2 separate regions of the Gasterosteus aculeatus genome follow, and region 1 is linked to region 2. The links are chromatin contacts, called in public Hi-C maps. All regions are on one chromosome and are shown on one strand. Each heading gives the region's core, a stretch centred on a gene start, on an enhancer-like site or on the middle of the called end of the contact. The rest is flanking DNA. Distances are from core to core; before and after follow the strand shown.

Evidence for each region. A called contact is a pair of places that touch in the nucleus more often than the background predicts.
Region 1: a Hi-C map of whole body shows a contact between it and region 2, with 5 times the contacts expected there. The contact joins two enhancer-like sites. A contact is called at or near these places in 5 of 6 Hi-C or Micro-C datasets (liver, skeletal muscle, tail fin and 1 more).

Annotation. Positions count from the first base shown.
Region 1 is chr2:1,798,394-1,804,090 of fGasAcu3.hap1.1, forward strand. It overlaps emilin3b (elastin microfibril interfacer 3b), which reads right to left. Exons shown (of 6, transcript XM_078081958.1): 5 at 5,421-5,697; 6 at 3,685-5,352. The coding sequence ends at 4,210. Among protein-coding and RNA genes, the nearest start is that of emilin3b, 9.3 kb to the right of the region's middle. Within about 2 kb of position 1,613, at least 3 of the 9 cell types and tissues checked have open chromatin away from gene starts, as enhancers often do.
Region 2 is chr2:1,762,845-1,768,444 of fGasAcu3.hap1.1, forward strand. It overlaps slc9a8 (solute carrier family 9 member 8), which reads right to left. Exons shown (of 16, transcript XM_040193924.2): 5 at 3,860-3,943; 6 at 3,428-3,529; 7 at 3,291-3,325; 8 at 2,695-2,838; 9 at 1,002-1,137; 10 at 810-915; 11 at 616-732. Among protein-coding and RNA genes, the nearest start is that of slc9a8, 8.7 kb to the right of the region's middle. Within about 2 kb of position 1,402, at least 5 of the 9 cell types and tissues checked have open chromatin away from gene starts, as enhancers often do.

The sequences.
Region 1 (5,697 bases), core at 363-2,862, 36 kb after region 2:
TTCAGCAGCCCGGTCCCGTCCTCTGTTTCGGCAGCGTCTTCTCTCGGTGGGTTTGTTTCTGGGTCGGCGGCTTCTGGCCAAAATGTCCTGAATAAAAAAGCTTTCACACAACGGAGGGCATGTCATTCCTTTCTAGTGTTGATCCGTCAATATATTCTATGTTCTGAAAGTATGTTCTTAAGAGAGAAGCCAATGGAGAAGTGTGATATAGCTGCATTGTCCCTGATGGCCATAGAAGTCTATGAGAAAATTACTCTCTTGGTTTATTCCCTCAGTAAACATTGTAAACGGGTTTATGGTCTCAGTCTCAAGTCTTCTTCAATACAGCATGATGTTCATTTAGTAGATGATGGTCCATTTAGAATCAAACAGACTATAAAGGAGGGGATGCTTTAGGGCGGGGCCACACGCCGATTGACAGGTCTCTGCCAGAGAAGTACAGCATCACCTACGCGACTCCTCCTCAGACCAGATAGTGTCACTTCCTGTTGACCAAAAATATGGCGACAACTAAAAATGTCTCACGGTGTTAAAACACCAGTCAACAGACGGTCGGCGTCACCATGACGACGTGTGTTTCCTAATCGTACATTAATCTCCACGGTGGCGTGGAACATACCTACGAGTGTAGATGTAATCCCACACTTCCTCTGTGAACCTCTGTTCATCCTCAATGAAAATACCACTGCCCCCCCCCCCCCATACTGTGTGTGTGTGTGTGTGTGTGTGTGTGTGAGGCTTGGCAGAGGCACAGAGGCCTGACTGGAGCAGCCACATCTTAATGGAAACACAAGGCTTTGGTATGCTAACACCAGTCTGCCACACACACACACACACACACACACACACACACACACAGGGCAGCTCTTAAATCTTTGTCTCAGGATGTGCATACACAACGCACGCACACATTGACAGCCGCTCGTTTCACAGGCCTCAAAGTTGACGGACAGAAGATGTCGGCCATATTTTTCTGGGAATTAATCTGTGATCTAAGAACTGGCAGCGGAAAGTCCTAAACCAGTTTAACCAGTCGACCCGCTCTCTACGTCCCAGTTAAACATGTCCACTCGGCCTCCTTTGTCCCGCCGCGCCCGCCAACCGTCGGAAATGTGGTGTTAGCATATTAGCATATTGCGGGGTGAACCCGCGCGGGTCGCGTCACTCTGCTCAGGGGGCGCTGCATTCACTCCTTCACGAGCAAGGAGGCAACAACGCGTTCAACTGTTTTAAAGCTGTCGAGGTCTGATGGTGCTCAATGCGGGATTAACTGAATTGTGCTCGACCTCCACCCTGACGGAGGCCCGATCCCAGCCTCTGCCCCGACGGAGGCCCGACCCCAGCCTCTGCCCCGACGGAGGCCCGATCCCAGCCTCTGCCCCGACGGAGGCCCGATCCCAGCCTCTGCCCCGACGGAGGCCCGATCCCAGCCTTCGCCCCGACGGAGGCCCGATCCCAGCCTCCGCCCCGACGGAGGCCCGATCCCAGCCTCCGCCCCGACGGAGGCCCGATCTCAGCCTCCGCCCCGACGGAGGCCCGATCCCAGCCTCCACCTTGACAGAGGCCCGATCCCGGCCTCCGCCCCGACGGAGGCCCGATACAGCCTCCACCTTGACAGAGGCCCGATCCCAGCCTCCGCCCCGACGGAGGCCCGATCCCAGCCTCCTCTTGACAGAGGCCCAATCCCAGCCTCCCCACCCCCATGGAGGCCCGATCCCAGCCTCCGCCCCGACGGACTCTGGGATTTGAGGCGCTCCCATGAGTTCAGTTCCTCTGTCTAAGGTGCGTTAAGCTTTGTCTGAGCTCTTTCCATGAATCGGCATTAGACGCTGACCTCGCCCGAGGAAACTACCCACAAGTCATTGCAATGTGACCGTAAGCACGGGATCCCCTGTGGACGCATGGAGAGGTAAAGAAAGGTGTGTCCAGCCTGTCACATTCAGTTTACACAGATACGTTAAGGATGAAATAAGGAACAAAAATGATATATTGGCGTCGTCACGGTGACTGTTGTTTGTTTGTTTGTCTGTTGCTTTTACTTTTTCCTTCTGTCTTTCTAAATGGACTAAATTTAAAAAAGGCTACAAGACAAAAAGCTATATTTATGATGAACGCCCCCCCCCCCCCCCCCCCTTCTGCTGCGGCTCCCCAAAGCCACCACTGGGACGGCGCAGCAGAGCCCCCCAGCTGCTATCTGGTCCCCCAGGTTAAGGTTGGGGGAGGAGGTGGAGGGGGGGGGTCTTCAGTTATTGTTTGTTGTGACTCTCGCCTGCTTTCCTGTCGAGGAGCTCGTCAACACATCCTTCCTCCTCCTCTTCACCACTCACTGGTCCACCATTCGTCTCGGTGTCCCGTCCTCTGCCCCCCCCCCCCCCCATCACATCACATTCCATCCCCCTCACTCGTTTCCTCTGCTCGTGTGTTTCCTCTCTGAGGTCGTCCCTCGTATCCCTCCGGCGTTCTTGTTTTCACGCCGGCGGCCTCTCCGCTGCTCGCCTCTTCGTCACGGTTGCCAAGGAGATGCTTTTATCAACCACGTGCTGACTGCTGCGCTTTTGCAAGGTCGTCTGGCGTCTATTTGTTGATACTTTCATTCAACTTCCTTATTTATCATTGAGTTCCCCCCCCCCACAGACACACACACACACCACGCAGTGACCTCACCGTGTCACCTGACTGCTTCATGTGACCGCGGTCTTGTGAGCCGGTTTTGACTCTTAACGCAGTCAAGCTCTTTCATTCACATTTATTTTCCGCAAAACAAGCACTTAAAAAAAAAAAAAACTGCTCAGAGATTCAATGGAAGTTAGTTTCCATTTGCACCGTTTGAGACCAGTTGAGCCATTAAAACGAGACAGTTTCTCATAATTAAGTCATAAATATGAGACCTGTGAGACCTGCAGGGTCAGAACTCAACGTCTGTTGTTCCACTTAATCTGCGATATCTCTAATCAGCAGATATTGAGAGAAATGATTGACAGTTGGTTGATTTGAACGTCAGCGGGTGAAGGTGTAGATCAGTAATTAACATCCTGTTTGCCAGCGACGACTTCACATTCTTCAAAAACACAACCTGTTTGTTTTTAACCCACCCGACCACATTTTAATTGTTGCCTTCGAAGACGTCTGAATCTTCCATCTGCTGCTGATTATCGTCACAGTCAAACCACACGCATATTTTTATTATAAGGGCCAAAAAGGCACATCTCCTCATCAGCTTCTGACGATCTGTGGGATTAAATATCGTTTCTTTACTCGCAAAGAGGCCCTCTCTTTATCACAATGACGCGTGAAATAAAGGAGGATTGGAATGTTTGCAGTGGCAACATGCTGCAGATTAAAGTCCTGAATTGTGTCACAGAATGTGTTGGGTCACATTATTTGCTGCTACATGTCCCGAGGCATCGTTGCTTTGTGGCGCTTCGTATCTTTTGATTGCCATCCTTTAAAATTGGTCGGCTTTCCGGAAAGGCAAGTAAAAGAATTTCAATACACAGGGTGTAAACAGTGTGTAAATGACAATAATAAAAAAAAATCTTTAAATCTTATTCCTCATTCCTAATCATATGGGTTATATTTTGCATATTTATGGACAGTAAACGAGAATATCAACAATCATTAATGTGTTCATTAACCATCTTCAGGCGACCTGCAGGCATCAATAAAGAGTATAAGAGTCTGAAGAAGAGTGTGTCACTCTTTATTTCCTTTAACCATGTGTAGCGCGTCGTCTCTGCCCCCTAGTGGCACGTTGTGGAACTCCTACGCAGCAATGCGGCAGAAAAACAAACAGAAAGCAGAAATACATTTCTTTTTTTTTTCTTTGAGCACACAGAAGTTTACAACATGACCTGTAAATAGCACCAGGTTGACGTACAGTTCCAGACGTCCACACCGAGGATGTGAACCGGTCAGTAGAAACCCGCGTCGCCCGCTTTGTTAATTAATCATTTCTCTAATACAAACAGTTTAATACAACGCCAACGATGCAGTCACACATATAAGTTAAAGGAAAAGGTCAAATACAGAGACAAAGCAATCAGGATCAGAGGGGGGAGGGGGGGGGGGGGGGGGGCTCTATGGAGTAAAACCTCAAAGGGAGAGACAGGACATCTGGGGAGGGGAGGGGGGGTGTTTTCCATGTCCAGTTCATTTGCATTTGATGGGATTTGAGAGAGAGAGGAAGTCTTTTTTTCTGTAGCTCGGATGCTACTCGTCTCCTTTTTGGTTGGCCCCCTCCTCGCCGTAGTCTTTGACTCCGCCCTCCACCTCGGCCCGCTGCTGCGAGTGCGCGGCCGCGGTGCCGTTCGCCTCGGCCAGGTAGGCGTCCGAGTGCCTCTCCAGCTCCGCCCGGATCCTCTCCAGGTGCTCCGCCAGCTCCCCCAGGCTGCCGCACTGGCCCTCCACGCTGCTCACCCTGCCGCCCACGGCCTTCACCTCCCTCTGCGCCTCGACGGCGGCGCTGCGGCAGCCCCGCAGCTCGCCGGCCAGCCGCCTCCTCAGAGCCACCAGCTCGCCCTTCAGCTGGGCCAGCCGCCGCTCCCCGGCCCCCAGCAGGGAGGCCTGGTGGCCCACCAGCCTGGTGATGCCCTGCACCTGGTCCACGATGTGGTGCTCCCGCTGCTCCCAGGAGGCGTTGGCTTGGCCCACCTCGCTGGCGATGAAGCGGAGCGAGTCCTTCAGGCCCTTCAGGGTGCGGTTCACCGAGTTGATGTTGACCTTCAGCAGGGTGATCTCCCCCCGCACGGCGCCCTGCGTCTCTTCCTGGGCCAGGTGGAGGACCAGGTTCTGCAGGGTGCTGTTGAGGCGGTCCAGCTGGCGGGCGTGGGAGTCCAGGCGGTCCGTGGTCTCCTTGCCCATCCCTTCGCACCCCTCCTCCACTTCGGTGACGCCGGCGCTCCCCGCTGGCGGGCCGGGCGGCGAGCAGGAGGAGGTGCAGAGGAGCTCCAGATCCGTCAGCTGTTTCTGAATTCGGTCAAGGTCTCCTTCCACCCTCCTCCGCACGGAGTCGATCTCCGTCTCCAGCGCCGGGACCACGTGGCCCTCCAGCAGCGCCGGGGCGGTGGCGTTGCTCAGCTCCTCCACCGCCACGAACACCCTCTCCTCCAGTTTCCTCAGCTCGTCATCCAGCAGGGTCTTGAAGCCGTCCAGACCTCCGAGGGGCCCCGGCGCCCCGTCGGCTCCGCCCTCCGTTGCGTTGAGGCGGACCTCTATGTCCACCAGGCGGGTCTCGATCAGCGTCTCCACGTGTATGCTCTGGTCGGCGAGGGCGGTCCGGAGCTGCCGCTGAGACTCCGTCAGGCCTTTGAAGGACTCCTCCAGGCGCAGCACCCGCTGGGACAGACTGTCCACCTGCAACCGCCAATCAGACGTCAGTTCACCAGTGACACCAGTGCGATATGGACAGGTGTGTGTCCTACCTGTCCACAGCAGCTCTCGGTGAGCGTCAGACCCTGGATCTGGGCCTGCAGGGAGCCCAGCTCCTCCCGGATGCCGCTCTCTCGCCCGTCCAGGGACTGCTGCATCTGCTGGTGGCCGTCCAGCTGCTCGCGGTGGCACTGGCTCTGCACCGCCCCGATCTTCTCGTCGCAGTGGCTCTCCAGGCCGGCGAGGCGGCGCTCGAAGCCGTCCAGCATCTCGGCGCGCACGTCGGCCAGCCTGGCGTCCAGGACCTCCTCCAGGTGGAGCACGGAGCCT
Region 2 (5,600 bases), core at 152-2,651:
ACCGTCTGTCGTATCAAACCCCGCCCCGGTGTGTCGCCTCTCTCAAACCCTTGTGTGTCGTCTCTCTCAAACCCCGCCCCTGTGTGTCGCCTCTCTCAAACCCTTGTGTGTCGTCTCTCTCAAACCCCGCCCCTGTGTGTCGTCTCTCTCAAACCCCGCCCCTGTGTGTCGCCTCTCTCAAACCCCGCCCCTGTGTGTCGTCTCTCTCAAACCCCGCCCCTGTGTGTCGTCTCTCTCAAACCCCGCCCCTGTGTGTCGCCTCTCTCAAACCCCTGTGTGTCGTCTCTCTCAAACCCTTGTGTGTCGCCTCTCTCAAAACCCCGCCCCTGTGTGTCGCCTCTCTCAAACCCCGCCCCTGTGTGTCGCCTCTCTCAAACCCCGCCCCTGTGTGTCGCCTCTCTCAAACCCCGCCCCTGTGTGTCGCCTCTCTCAAACCCCTGTGTGTCGTCTCTCTCAAACCCTTGTGTGTCGCCTCTCTCAAAACCCCGCCCCTGTGTGTCGTCTCTCTCAAACCCCGCCCCTGTGTGTCGCCTCTCTCAAACCCCGCCCCTGTGTGTCGCCTCTCTCAAACCCCGCCCCTTTCTGTGTTTGGGCAGTAAGACGTGGCCCACTGACCACACATGAAGGCCATGGTGCGCAGCGTCTGCTGCATGAGGATCTGAGTGACCGGAGACAAGTTGTGATGCGTGTAGTGAGACATCACGATGCCCGCAAACAGGATGGACATTATTCCTGCAGGGGGAGAGAGAGCACGCCATTAAAACAATGTTACGGTAAGCTAACAATTATATGTGTGTGTGCACACCCACCAGACAGCTTGAGGCCCTCCGCCAGGCCGTAAGGAAGATAAGCAAAGATAATCATCATGCCAAACTCCAGCGACGGCGTCTTCCTCAGATCAAAGTGTTTCAGAAACTAATCAGTGCGTTAAGGACATTTTATGAGATGAATGTACACAAGCGTGAGTTTGAAGCCGCCGCACACTAAATGAGTCCGGATACGAGAGCGGAGATGAGTCCGGTGAGGGTTCCCAGGGCGGCCGAACCAAAAAACATTTTGAGGAAATAAGCCAGCGCCTGGACGAACGTCTGCCAGCCGGTCGCCGAGTTGTCCGAGCGGGAAAACCCCTCTGCCGTCCTGCAGGGCAGAACAAACAAGAGGGGGGGGGGTTTAATACCCGTTACACCTCGTGGGCAGCGATGCCCTCATCTGACCCCAGGGGGCGACAACACTCCACCACAAACAGGCCAACTAACCAGCGTTTTCACACAGTGAAGCAAACGTGATGAACCAAGGCTGTGTGACTTAACCGGAATAGTGACCAAAAGAACACTATGTGACATTTGAGTCCTCTCAGTTCCCCGAAGGGGCAGCGCTCAACTTCCAGTCAGAACTAGTCACATAAAGGCGTAGACACAAAAACTCAATAACAGTTATTATTTATGTTTCCAGGAAAATAATGACACTAGGTATCTCTTCAAATTCTCTCTTCTTTTTACTTTAAAATTATTTGGTTGCAAAAAAGGCCTTTGTTAGTTATAATGTAGACTGGTATGAAGGTGGAAAGCCTCCGCGTGCCCTTGGTTATCCCAGAGGTCACGACAGGTCACTTAAATCTGATCGACGTGGCACTCATCCAGGCAAACGTTACAATACACTATTTAGAGAGAATAACGTGCGCTAGCTGCACTGTGGGTCACTTGTCAGTTTACACTCTTCTCACTTGAGGTGAGAGGTCGAGGGGCCATTCAGAAAATCAGTCAGCTTTTTCCACGGCAAAATAAAAGCGCGCCATACTGCGGCCCGATCCCACGCGTCGCCTCCAGCGGGGTCAAACCCCTTTTTAAATAATAGTTATCCAGCAGCAGTGGAGCTAAACAATCTGATTTGAATCCGATAAACAAGCGCCAAAGCGCCCTTAGCGGTTCACAGGAAAGCCGGCGCGTGAGGCGCCGTCGGGCCGATCCATTATTCATACTGCGGTTTGGTCGGCGCTGACACACGGGATCACACGCACCGTTTAGCTGGCGGGAAGGGGTGAGGAGACGCAGACAAAAGACGGAAGTCTGCCAGCTGTTGCTTCCTGTCAAACTCGTCCGACGAGGCGCTTAGTGTGCGTGTGCGTGTGTGTGTGCGTGTGTGCGCTGATACCGGACAATCTTGACAAACCATTGTGAGCGCACGATACTCGGAGCGGACGCTCCCTGCACGTGTTGTCACACCCTCTCATTCCTGATGTGACTCAGCGAAGCAGAAACTCGTTTATCAGATGATAATAAAATAATTAACGCATTGAAGAATCAAATCAACCTGCGGGTCCTTTCGCCCGACACTCCAGAGACAGAAGAATGGACGTGCAGCCCGAGCACGCCTTGCTCACCATGAAAGACAGAGGAGTAGTAATAATAATAATAATAATAATAATAATAATAATAATAATAATAATAATACAATGATATTGCTGCGCTGTTAATGCCGTGCACATGGATACGTCCCAGCTTTAAATGCTCACACTCACTTCCTGTTAGAGACACTAAGCCGTCGGGTCAAGGGGAGGACTGAAGAGCTGCATCAGGAGACTCATCTTCCCTGTTGTCCTTCAAAACACCATTTCTACCCGTCTCACCTAAATACTGGTCCTATTTGCTTCGCTCGTGGAGCCTCGCAACACACTTCTACCTGCGGACGTCTTACTTGGTGAGGACGATGGAGACGGCGTCGTTGAGGATGCTCTCGCCGAACACCAGCATGTTGAGGACCGGGTCCACGTTGAGGGCGTTGAAGATGGCGATGGTGGCCACGGGGTCCACGGCCGAGATCAGAGAGCCGAAGGCGAAGCTACGGGAGGAAGCGAAGAAGCTGAAAATAAGCGTCTTTGTTTTTCGTGAGTGAGTCGTTCTTCGAAATCAAAAGTCCTTCACCTTTACCGACAGAGATCCATCTTTCTTCAAGAATGCATGAATATTAAGAGTATTTAGCACAGATTTCAAACGCAATCAGTGTCTAATAGCTGCAACAAAACCAGGAAAGAATTATGGAAAAAGAAAAGCAACCACAACCAATTTCTGTCTTATTCTTCATAGAACATGTCTCGTAAATGTAAAACATGGTGTTAGCTTTATTTAACAACCCTGCAACAATTTCACAACCAATTCTTGGAAAGTTGCAAGTTGAAACTCGCACACACACACGCACACATCTCATGGCTGGTATCTTATTGTCTGGAAGGCGTTAACAGATCAAAAGTGTTTTCCTGACAGTTGAGGAGTGGAGCTTCTACCAGGACTCACCTATCGGTCATGGACATCTTGTAGATCACATCGGCCTGAGGGAGACAGACACACACACTGCGTCACAACGCGACGACACTTTATTAACATGCCGTCGCAGGAGAACATCCAAGTTGTTCAAGAGGTACGCTGCTCACCTGACCCAGGAAGTAGATGCCCCCGCCCACGATGAAGGCCGAGATGGCCGTGCCGATCACGGCGAAGAGAGTGATGGAGCCGATGTTCTGGAAGAAGTTCCCCTGAACATACATGAACACACGGGTGTAAGTTCTCCTGGTGAACTGTGTCACCGCGTTACGCAACACAGGTGGCGCAGAACGGATCTATGAAGAACAAACACGTTAAAAGCCAATTCCCTTCAAAGCTCAGTGAGTGTGTGAGCTTACTGTAACCAACACGAGAGCTGCTTAGCTTAGCGGACGTTAGCATGCTGCGCCGTATCGTGTAAGGAGTGTGTGGGGGGATAGAAACATGACTATTTTTCATACTTCTGTGGATTCCTTTTGAGTGAGTCACATTCATAAAAGACCCGGCCTCGTTTAAACAAACACACACACACGCACACACACCTTGTGTAGAGAGTATCCAGATTCAAAGATGATGGGCGGCAGCAGCAAGAGGAAGAACATGTTGGGTCGGAACATCTCCTCCTCCTGTGCAGAGAGGGACAGAGACAAAGTCACATACAGTCCAAACAGGTAGCCATGCTAAGCTAACAGTCCGGTGATCAACCCTCAATCAACGACAACGACGCGTCGGGGCAAACAGGATGAAACGCCACGAAGCAAAATCAGATGGAAACGTTACAAGTGAACAAACGACAGATCTGTGTGACACATGGAGTGGTTCCGTGCGAGTCCGGCTGAGGCAGCGCTGCTGACGCTAATCAGCAGGATGCAGTCGCCACACCACGCAATCCCTGCAACAATATTCCCTTCTAATCTACAACCGCACATCAGGTGCTCATCAGGGGGAAGGCCCGCCCCTTCATGTGTTCACACACACACAAGGACTCGTGGATACATATAGAATCTACATGCTTCACACACACACACACACACACACACACACACACACACACACACACACACACACACACACACACACACACACACACACACACCTCTACTTCAGCCACATAATGAAATCATTCTCGGCTAAATGGGCGGGCGAAGGCATCACGTGCCGTCGCATTACATCCCAATGTGCACGCTGCGCCTGTGTGTGTGTGTGTGTGTGTGTGTGTGTGTGTGTTCCCGGTCAGGAATGTCAGAGGGCCCGTTGTTCACTCGTGAACATTCATGGAGGAGATCTATTTCTGTGCCGTGGGTTCGATGCTGCACTGACGGTCCACGTTTACACCCTCTGATCAACAATCTCCCTCATTGTGCGACGGGGGGGGGAGTTTGACAGCTGGCTGGAGACGACCCTCCACCGCCACGATGACCCCCCCCCCCCCACCAACAGAATGGCACACCCCACTCGACTTCTAATCGGCCAAAGAACGAACATTTTGAACATTAGATGTGGATCGTAGATGAATATCACGTTCGCAGTGTCCAATAACCACATTAGCTCGCTAACAGCTAACTAGCATCATTAGAAGACAGTGATCAAATCATCCTTTAACATTCAATCCCCACTGTGGCGCTGATTGTTTGTTTCATTAATTATTGTCATATATTTCTACTGCAGGAGGTGCGTTCTAAAGGTAGGAGGTAAATTAGAGGCCAGATAAGAATCCACTGAGCTGCAGACTAACTCACAGTGTTGGACCCTCTTCAACCAGATCATTTTAAAAGCGTCCGAGATTAAAAAACAAACAAACAAACCGCATTGAGGATTATTAAACGTCCCGACAGTCGATTCATTCCTTCATTCTTTTTTTCTTTTTTTAAAGCCGGTCATCGCTTCTGTGTCACATCTTTATAACCCCAACAAAACAGATTGAGAATCTCCCTGATTATTCATTCTATATGCTTTAGAAAGTCCGGCTCTTGCAACAGGCCAGGCCCAGTGGGGGGGCTGTACAGGACAGCGAAAGCGCTCCGCTTCTGTGTGCTTTCTCATATTATGCATTCAAACTTCAGGGAAAGTAGGCCAGCGAGGACACTGCCAGTTTTTCCTGTGACATTTATCTCTGCCAGACTTCCAGCCTTCGGGGCGGGGAAAAGGACAGAGATGAGAATTAACACGCGAGACACAAGAGCGTCCTCGGTGGGAGCCCGAAGCTCCGCTGCATGCAGGACGCTGCTCCTCCTCCACGTTGTCGGGTGTGCATGCACGAGCAGCTCCACACATTTAAACAAG